Regions from separate parts of the Mus musculus genome. Here all the other regions are linked to region 2. Evidence: chromatin contacts called from public promoter capture Hi-C data. All regions are on one chromosome and are shown on one strand. Each heading gives the region's core, a stretch centred on a gene start, on an enhancer-like site or on the middle of the called end of the contact. The rest is flanking DNA. Distances are from core to core; before and after follow the strand shown.

Region 1 (3,226 bases), core at 7-2,506, 1.8 Mb before region 2:
AGACAAGTTTCTCAGTGCAGGGGATGGTGGTTAATGCACAAACCCACAAATGGTCAAATCGAAGAGAATAAATGCTCGTGGATTGCCCAGCCACAAATGGGACATACAAATCACAAGCCCTCCTTAACGTTCCAGGACAATCCACAAAGGGTGGGAGTAAGGTGAGTGAAAAGATTCACAGAACTCTAGGTCAGGGGCACTACAGCTCAGCGCTGGCCTCTGGGCATGACGGGATTGCTGCATGCATGAACACACAGCCGCTGAGGTTGTCGCACAATATCCTCAGAAGATCAAGCCAGTCAACCTGCTAGCATGGAGTGGGAAACTTTTTTTTTTTTTTTTTTTTTTTAATGAAATCCCACCGGTCACCCTGGAGCTATGCACAGTAGAAGGCTTCCGAGTGGGGCTATGGTTTTCTTTAAGGGTGTGGTTCTTTGAAGGCTAAACCTACTCCATTGAATGGTCCCCACGTGGACCAGGAGTATATAGACTGCTCAAATTGGAGTCTATGGGTTCTTGACAAAAGGGACACGAAGTTGAGGTGTGTGTAGGGAGGTGAGGGTTGATTTCAGAGGAGTTAGGGGTAGGGAGGTGTTGGGTGTGTGTGTGTGAAAAATATATATGATCAGTACACGTCGCATGAAACTCTCAGAATTAATGAAAAATGGAAAAATTATCAAATAGAAAAAAAAAGAGAAAGAAAAGAGGAAGTCCCCTTTCTTAAACCTTAAATCCTGCGTCACTAGGTCGGTGTGTGATGGATGAAAGGTGCGGAGGGATGAGGCATAAGGCCGTCACTATCCAGGAGACAGCTGGTCCTGAGTCTCTAAACCACGCGGAGGGCCGTTCCAGCACAGCTGGGGAAAACAGGCCGGGCCAGGCTTGCGGGAGAGTTGGATATGTTTAGTATCTAGAGGACGTTTGTTTTTCAGAACTCCTCTCTCCCTTCCGAAATCTGGCAGGCGTTAGTCATCCGCTGCTCAGCACGAACCCTCAAGTGTGCTTGTGTGGCTCGTCGGGCTTCCTCCCGGCGCCCCGCCCTCGGGCTCGCACGAGCAGACCGGTCAGCGCCCACTCCCACCCCCCAGGCCTGAGGTGCCCGGCGGCCTGCCGCTCCCCCGGGTGCTTAGCATCCCGGGCTGCAGAGGCTCGCCCCGCGCGGCGCGGCGCCAGGTTGGGGCAGGGAAGAAAGTTATAAAGTGCCGCGAGGAGTTGGGCGGTCCGAGGAAGAGAGGCGGAAGAGGAGGACTCGGCTGAGTTCCCGCGGCGATCGTGGGGTCCGCGGGTGCCTGTCCCGCAGCTCACCACCGCAGCTAGACGCCAGCCTTTCTGCTCCCGGGTGGGCGCCGGAGACTCAGCGGGAGGCGAGGAACTTGTCCCGAGAGCTGTCGCTGCGGGCCTCATTGTCTGCAGCAACTCTCCGGAATCCGGAGTGGGAGAACTGGACTCTGTCCACTGGGATTTGCCCAGAGTTCCGGCGGCAGCTGTGGCGGCTGCGGAGACTCTCTTTGTCCTCCCAGGACCTCGCTCTCTCTCCTCAGTGGCAGCTGTTGGGTGGCTCTGAGCTTGGAGAGGGCATCCCAGCCCCGCTCAGCCTCTGACCCCCGGGCGAGTCCCCGGTGACTCCGCCTCTTTCACGTCTCTGCTCTGTGAAGCCCGGAGCCCAGAACCCCGAGCCCAAGGGACTGTGAGCCAGAGAGAGCTGCCGGGCCCCGGCCACAGGATGGTGGCCGGTCGGTCCCGGGCGCGCAGCCCTGGGAGCTGGCTGTTCCCTGGCCTGTGGTTGTTGGCTGTGGGCGGTCCGGGGTCGTTGCTGCAAGCCCAGGAGCAGCCCTCTTGCAAAAAAGCCTTCGATTTGTACTTCGTACTGGACAAGTGAGTGAAGGAGGACTGTGGGGTCAGGGTCTCCTGGGGGGAGGGCAGCTCTGAATCAGCTAGGACTGAAGTTGAGATGTGTTTGGATTCTGGGGGAGGCGACGAGGGAACTCTCCCTAGTGTGCATGTGGCTGACTCCTTTCAAAGGCAAGCTCATTAGCTGTACAGGAATAGGGGCTGCGAGACTCCAGGGCTACTTGGTTCTCCAAAGGAGAGGCGTGCAGTGCTTTTTTTGTCCTGGAATCTTTTGGGAAACGGTAGTGTGGCCACCTGCAGCTCGTTTCCTCCCAGGAACTTTTGTGCCTCTTTATCATACTCCCCCTAGACCCCCACGGACATTCTAAAGTTTGCCTAATTTTATCCTGATCACACTGGGAGCCAGGGGGGGGGGGGGAAAGCCTTAATATACCCAATGTGGCTTGCATTTCCTGAGAAATGAGGGCTTGTGTTTTTATTTTGAAAAGCCAGGTCTCTCTCTAAACAGTACAAAGCAAGTGTCCCCCCCCCCCCCCCCAAGAAGTGTGGTCTTCCTGGTTTCCTTGATTCAGCCCAAACACTAAAGTTTCAGCTCTGAACATGGACATGAACAAGCACACTTAACTTTGAAGAGGGGAGTCAGTCCCCGCCCCCTATCCCTGACCCCCGACCTCCACCCCCCATCATGCGCCTTTTAAAACTGAAGAAATGTTTGCCATTAAGGCCCACTTTTTGTCTTTCTGATCAATTTATCTTCCTTTTTCAGGTCTGGCAGTGTAGCAAATAACTGGATTGAAATTTATAATTTTGTCCACCAGCTGACAGAGAGATTTGTGAGGTATGTCTCCCCATCGTACCTTTCTTGGCATTGGAAAGGAAATCGAACAAACAGCCGGGTTTCCCTGTTCTAAAACCCTTCTCATGGGAAATCTTTCCCGAAATCAAAATGTTGAATTTTAAACGTCTCAAGGTGGCCCTTTCACACATGGTGTGCAGGCGAGACTTTCAGCTAACCCTTGCAAGTTCAATTTATCTGGCTCCCAGAAACTTGGCCCAGGGTGTGAGGGAACATCTTCAAATACAATTCTTAATGTCTTTTCCTTTTCGACCACTCATCTGTTTTGAGTTTGAGTTATGCTTTCTCATAATTTATCACATTTAAAAAATACATTTTATCCTAATAGTGTCTGTACTATATTTTCAACTCCACACACTTGGCTCTGTAAACTTCCACATTTTAAAAGTGTCGGAAAACTTTAAATGAACATGTGTTAATAACCCACTAGCTGAAAAAGCACTTGTGTGTGTGTGCATTTAAAGAAATGAGTTGTGTTTACACAATGTGTGGGTGTGTGGCTGGTTTAAAATGTAACCG
Region 2 (3,171 bases), core at 662-3,161:
AAAAATAAAGTGACAAAAAAATCCAAAAAACAAACCTTCTGCTTATCAAATATACTTTTTAAAAATTAAGAATTGAGGCTGAGGAGACTATCAGCAAAGTGCTTGCCATGCAAGCATGAGGGCCTGCATTCACCCCACCACACATGTAAAAAACACTGAGCACAGTGACTCTTCCTCCAAATTCCAAAACCAGAAGGCTGATCGCTGTGACTCACTTGGCCAACCAGACGAGGCTAATCAACACACTCCAGGTCCTAGTGACAGACCCTGCTTCAAAAACAATGGGATGGAAAAGTTATGAGAAATATCACACTACATGCATCCACACACATGTACACACATACCTTCCCGCATGCACATACAGTGAAAAGATGAATCTAAAATGGGTAGAGTATATTTGCAACATGTTCACTGGACAAACGAGTTGTATCTTGAGTGTGAAAGAGCAACACAATTGAAAAGTAAACAAGAAGGATAAAAAGACTTCAAACTAGAAAGGAAATGCCAATAGTGTGAAAGCTGTCCACTGAGTAGTATTACCTTATTAGTAAGCAAGGATACATCAATTTAAAACACATTATAGAATTCCATATTAGCACTACTTAAAGAGTGCTCAGTAGACCTATTATAATCTGCAACCACAAAAAGGTTACACTAGCATGTGAAACAAAGCACTAAATTATACTGTTCAATGCAACAGGCAATACTTTTAATAATGGGCATGCTGGAGATGCCTGTCCCAACACATGGGAGCCTAACCCTGTCTCAAATTGTTTTTGTTTTTTAGCAAAACTTAATCAAGAAAGCAGTGTCTACTTTTATTGTGGAGATGCAGTTTGTAAACTGGATGGTCTAAGTACCATTGTTTTACAAGCACTGGAATAAGGAAGGTTATGAAGCTTATGTTCCTGGCCAGTGGGGAGACAAGACACAATAAATAGAGGAAGGAGAAGGGCTGCAAGGTCAAAGAAGAGGGGGAGTTGATTGCATTTTAAAAGTAAAGATCAATTTCATATGAGAGGTGACGGAGCTCTTACTGTGCAAGCATGAGGGGTGAAATTCAGATTCCTGGCAGCCACATAAAAGCTGGGTAAACACAGTGCAACACCTCCCACCTCCAGGGGCTTCACTGGAGACAGTGGGATCCGCAAGCTCCAGGTCCAGTGACAAACTCTGCCTCTGGAAACAGCCTGGATACTGGCTGGCAGAAGAGAGCCTCCATGGGCACACATACATATGCACTCACACACATGTGAACATGTATACATAGACCAAGTACACATACACATGAAAAAGATCTTATAGTGTATATGGCACTGTGAATTCCTATTAGCCATGTCTAACGTGCTCAGACATGGCTATACAAAACACTACAGAATTAGTCTCCAAATGATAAACACGATAGCCTCTGTAAATTTACTAACTGGAATCGCCTTTATTCATAAACACGCCAAGGTTCAGATATTTACAGATGTAAATCACTTCATATACCACCTTTCCCTTCAGGGCTCGCTTATCAAACTGAACACGCCCGCTATCCCACACACACAACAGAATCTTGCCTTGTACTCCTCACCCCTGACTATAAGTACTGCCAATGTATTTCCGCTCCCATTTCATCCTCAAAATGACCTGCTCCAAGAGAGAACCCTTGCGTTAAGTGTCGCTTTTAAGCACTGATGACCCTCTGGGCTGTGGAGCCCAGAAGATCACGGAAGCATTTCGAGGACCGAGAAGCTGACCGGTGCCTACGAGATTCTGCCATGGATTCCGCTGCAACAGGAAACTTGGCTCTAGATTTACTTTCCACGCAAGAACACTGCTCCTCTTACCTCTACGGAGGCACCTTACGGCCGCCGCCATGTTGACTGTTCCGGATTGTGCTGACGAAGTGGGTCCCGGGTTTCAACTGCACGGAAATGCGAAAAAGGGTTCCGCGCGGAAGCTGGCAAAGGGGGAAGGAGTTGGTAGGAGCAGAAGAGCAGGGCGGGGACGACCTGGCTTCAGTGCCCTCGTGGCGAGGTTCCTGTCGGTTCCCTGTCTGAGACTGCCTTTCGTGGCTCGGGTTCAAAGGTTTATCAACCTTCGGGGCGGGGGTGGGGAATGGCTTTGTTGAAAACTCTGTAATTAATTATTCATTCCTTCTTATTTTTAATTTTGGACCCTGCAGATGTACTCCGAACGGTCATTTAAATAGAGGGAACCTGGTTCTCTGACTAAAGTCTTGAGAAAGCTGAAGTGTCCCCAGCTTCCTTCGCTATACTCTTGGCCTTCTTAAGATTCGGTTTTTCTTTAAATGAATATTGCTAGGCGACCGTGCGCGGAGCTAGCGTGTGCGCGCCTCTGAGTTCAATCTTCTTCATAGCAAAGAGAAAACAGAATCCATCAAACTTCGCCTCCACCCAAGGCGGGCCAGGAGGTCCCACTCTCTCACCCCCTTCCACCCCCCTTTGAGCAAACCTTAATCTTTCATCCGTCTGCTTTTTGGTTTCCGGCTGCTGGCAAGCTGTGCTGATCAGACCTAAGGAGCAGTACACTGCTTGGAGTTTTCGAAACACGTCTAGGGTTTTGTTTTGGTTTTTGGAGTTTGTCTGTTTTTGTTTTTGTTCTACGTAGCCAATTAGAGACCAGTGCACAGGTTATTCTGACCCCTTCCTACCCCCTACCCCCCCCCCCCCCAAAAAAAAAACATCCGTTATGTCTCAGCTGCCCGTGTGGTTTCTCTAAACCAAGTCTGGTCAGGAATTAATTCATAAGAATAAACTCCTCCAGTAATTGGCCATTTCCAAAGGCTCACTTACGGGCCTCTGCCTACCTCCTCAACCAACAACCTTCCTAACACACATGCGAGTGTACACATAACACACACACACAAAGAGAGGGAGGGAGGGAGGGATGAAGGGAGGGCAGAAGACACATTTCTCACCTCTGTGACATTTTTCCTCTCTGGCTTTTGTTTGAATTATTATGCAACACATTAACAGTATTTTTTCCCCTTAAGATTTAAATTCAGACTCTGCTCATTGTTGGCAGTCTCCTTTCATACTTCCAGGACTGAATTATGGCCACTTCTTCCTGGTTTTATGTAATAAACAGAATTAGTAATTTTTTTATTTATTTGAAACAATTCTGAGACCTATTATTCTATATAATACAATTTACCAACCTAAG
Region 3 (3,573 bases), core at 950-3,449, 2.0 Mb before region 2:
AGCACACTTCCTGCTTGAGAAAAAGAAAATAGAGAGCCGGTGAAGACTGGAGCAGGCTGTGTCTATGCTACCTCGGGATTTATAGAGTGGGGCATTGGGGCGAAGGTAGGGCTTTTGTAGGTTTGTTTGCTTTAAAACCAGCATATGCAAAATTTCTGACTGCATAACTCCCCCCCCAAAAAAAAAACCCGCACTTTTAATCTTTGGGGGACAGTCCTGTCCTATGTACTAAGCCCAGTGTCTCATTGTGATTTCTTCTTTTCTTCTAACAAGGGGAGCAGCCTTAGCTAGCAGGCGGGGACCACGGAGCATGGCGAATGGATTTCAAGTGGAGTGTCAGGGCCACTAATTCTATGTCAGCTAACCTTTCTTTGCAGCCTACAAGAAGGGACGCATGTCTGCTCATTACCATAATCCAGCACTGTCCCTCTGAGGCTTTAATTAAAAGCAGCAAGCAGAGGTAATTATTTTTTCTCGACATGCTTATTTATGGATGAGGTTGAATCCCAGTTACCTTGTTATACAAGAGGGTGGATTGAGTCGCCTGTGGCCCATGAAGCGAGCAGGTATAGGGCAGGCTTGAAGTGTCCCCTGTCTGAAATTCTGTGTGTAATGACTGGTGAATTCTCACTTCCCTTGATACCACCCTGTTTGGGCTAGAAGGGGTCAGCCCTGCTTGAATGGTCCTGAGTGGGCCCTCCAGCTGTTTAATCCGCAGCAATTTAGAAGTAATGCCCCAGTGGCGGGCTCTCTATTAAGCCGTCTTACAGGGATCGTTTCCTTCCTCAGCCACTGGACACCCCCTGTAATACTTAGCACTTAAAGAAAGCAATCATTTAAATTATTTAAACTAGGTCTTAGTTAGCCATGCCATTTTTCTTGGGGAAATCTAACAATTCCTCTAAGTTGGTTTTTCCCTAGCAGTTTCACCAGTGACAGTGATTGTCTCTGTATTTATATACCTTAAGTGGCCGTGGGGAAAACCGATCTTACTCTTTTCTTGTTCAGCTAGCTTCTCATTAAAGAAAAATATAGGCGATGTGTATTTTGTTTAAATCAACATCCACTAGCCAATTGCCATACAAATGTAAGAAAATGCAATGCCTGTAACTTTGGCTAGCCCCTTTCCTATTCGTTCTCCCATATGCCCCAAATGGCAAGTATATTTTCCAGACAGTGGGAATAAGAAAAATAGCCACAACATAGAAAGTTTATGATACTACTTTCTGTTTCTGCACTCGTCCTGTCCCCTTCTGATTTCCAATTGCAAGTCAAATACGTTGCAGAATACAGGTTCTCTCAGCTCCCTTTCAGTATAAACCCTCTTTCTCTTCCCAGTTGCCTACATTTCAACGGTTTGTACCTTGATTTCTGCCTCGCGTTTGAAAGTATTCTTCACAGAAGCTTTTTATTGTGACAGGAGATCGCCCTCCACTTTGGCAACAGCAGGGACTCAGTCATTAAAATGCAGTTCTATCTAACAATACAGCGAAAAGGTCCCACAGCCGGGCTAATAGCGGTCCATGCTGCCTCGGTGGCCGCCTTGACGCAAATCAGCCACAATAGCGATAGGCAGGACCCCGGGCTTTATAGTATCTAGCCTTTCACAGTCCTACGCCCATCCCTAGGCCCGGGTTCTCTTCCTTCGCAGATCCTCCTGGGAAACTCAGAGCCAGCTGGGCTCGCTGAAAGCCGGTCGCTACTGCCGGATGCTCTCCCTCCACTCCGGGCTGGCATTGTCTGGCAGCCGCGAGCTCCCCAGTCCCTAGCTTCTCCAGAAAAGTGCTCCTACCCGCTCCTCCCTTTGTATAATCTTATTGGCAGTGGAAACAACATTCCGCGTCGTTTCCCTCCTATCTTCTAGATAACGAGGAAAAGGGGGACAATTTTTTCACTCCTTGTACTCAACCTGTCCTCTTCCCATCCCCCTCCCAGGTCAAAGCAAATAGACTTACCAGAAATAAGGTCAGGACCGAGTCGCCCAAATAAGGCCACCTGGAACCAACGGGGTGCAAGCCAGTGTTCCTTCCTGCCTATTACATTAGTGTATCTCCATGTCAAGAGGTGTCGGTGTCAGTCTTGTGGGTTCTGTCCAAAGAGAGAAGAGAGATGCAGATAGATTAGGAGAGAGAGAGAGAGAGAGAGAGAGAGAGAGAGAGAGAGAGAGTTGTACAGATGGACCCGATGCAATGACTGACTGGCACGCAGACACACACTTTTTGTTTGCTGCACATAATCTGCCCAATGACGCGTGACAGCCCACGTCCCCTCCCTTTAACTCTTGCCGGTCTGGGAGATCCCTCCGGCGCCACAAGCCTGGTTTTTCTGGACTGCCCGCGCTAGGCAGATCCTAAGCTCCTTCCCGAAGTGGCATAGCCTCCCCGAGAGCATCCTGGCCTGCCTTCTCCTGCAGCTGGGTCCCTCTGGGACACCTGGGTTGGCAAAATCCGTTTCGGGCTCAGGAAGGAAGGTGTCAGAAGGAGCAGAGCGGTTCTTTTCCGTTTTGCTGGGCACTCAGAGGACGTAGGACAAGGAGTTGAATTGGCTATGTTGCCAGCGCGTGAACTACTTGCATATGTCCCTAGAGTTTGAGTGGTATGTCCCTGCTCCCCCAAAAGGAGGGTGAGAATTTGCCCCGCGGGATTCTTTGGCCATTGACTGCCGCTGATCTGTGAAGCTAGTGGCCTAGGAGGTGACAAACAGACTTCCTTAAAATGCATTCATGCCACCTAGCAGAGACTCCCGTGTAAATACTGGCGACAGGGGGTATGATTTGGTGGGAACTCGGCTAGCCATCTCCCATCCAATGGGATGGGGTAAGAAGATAAGTCTGGAATGCTGCCAGACACCTAAAGGGACTTCGGCTGTTTTTAGGTCCCAGAACAAGGGTCTGTGCGTGGATATGGGCTAGGAGGGCGTTGCTGGGAAAAGCCTAGGTCATTGGACTCAGGTGTTAAAGCTTTTCACCTTCTGTGCTCTCTCTGTATTTTGTGGTTCCCAAGGGGGTCCCATAATGGCGGCCAGGATTCTAAGACCTCATGATACAGAAAGGATGGTTCAAAGTTAAAAAAAAAATTACTGAGAAGGACTCTCAAGAGCCTTTCACATCCAGCCGTTGATGGAGGAGTGGACCGAATCACAGGAGTGAGGCTGTCTCGGGAGTCTCGTTTGTGCGCTAAGCCACTTAGAGGCGCTGGCTTGTCCTCTGGAGCGGCAGCTGATGCTAATGACTTGAGGTCTTTGACAGCCAGAGAGTTTTCTCCTTCTGCGGGGGCCACAAAACAATGACGCTAGGGGCTCTCTGGCTGTTTTTCTCTGGTAGGCTTTCTATTCCTAAGGAAAGAAAGGCCTTTGAGTGGCGCAGGCAATCCCTCAATTCCTACCCCCACTCTCCCGGAATTCAATTGAGCAATAGGTCAGGTTGAGTATAAATCCAATTGTATAGTTTACTCGCTAAAGGGCAGGAGTCAGGGCCAGAATTTAAGGAGGAGACAATCTCTGTCCTTGCCTCTCAGAGTGAGCATATGAGGGTTGGCAAAGAGCAGCTGACAGTATAATCTTTACGGAGCTCTG

Evidence for each region. Promoter capture Hi-C pulls out the DNA fragments that hold promoters and counts their contacts.
Region 1: a contact with region 2 is called in a promoter capture Hi-C map of neutrophils, with 3 times the contacts expected there. The contact joins the promoter of Antxr2 here to the promoter of Mrpl1 in region 2. A contact is called at or near these places in 6 of 39 promoter capture datasets (the 3T3-L1 cell line, the HPC-7 cell line, liver and 2 more), 1 of 484 Hi-C or Micro-C datasets (pre-B cells) and 1 of 9 other capture datasets (liver).
Region 3: a promoter capture Hi-C map of pre-B cells shows a contact between it and region 2, with 4 times the contacts expected there. The contact joins the promoter of Prdm8 here to the promoter of Mrpl1 in region 2. A contact is called at or near these places in 7 of 39 promoter capture datasets (the C10 cell line, frontonasal cranial neural crest, hippocampal neurons and 3 more) and 1 of 115 datasets of contacts at active chromatin or transcription factors (astrocytes).

Annotation. Positions count from the first base shown.
Region 1 is chr5:98,029,047-98,032,272 of GRCm38.p6, reverse strand. It overlaps Antxr2 (anthrax toxin receptor 2), which reads left to right and starts at 1,256. Exons shown (of 17, transcript NM_133738.2): 1 at 1,256-1,875; 2 at 2,618-2,689. The coding sequence starts at 1,724. It also overlaps Gm42759.
Region 2 is chr5:96,208,855-96,212,025 of GRCm38.p6, reverse strand. Mrpl1 (mitochondrial ribosomal protein L1) reads right to left here and starts at 1,911. Exons shown (of 9, transcript NM_053158.3): 1 at 1,833-1,911. The coding sequence starts at 1,863.
Region 3 is chr5:98,179,495-98,183,067 of GRCm38.p6, reverse strand. Prdm8 (PR domain containing 8) reads right to left here and starts at 2,199. Exons shown (of 4, transcript NM_029947.2): 1 at 1,956-2,199.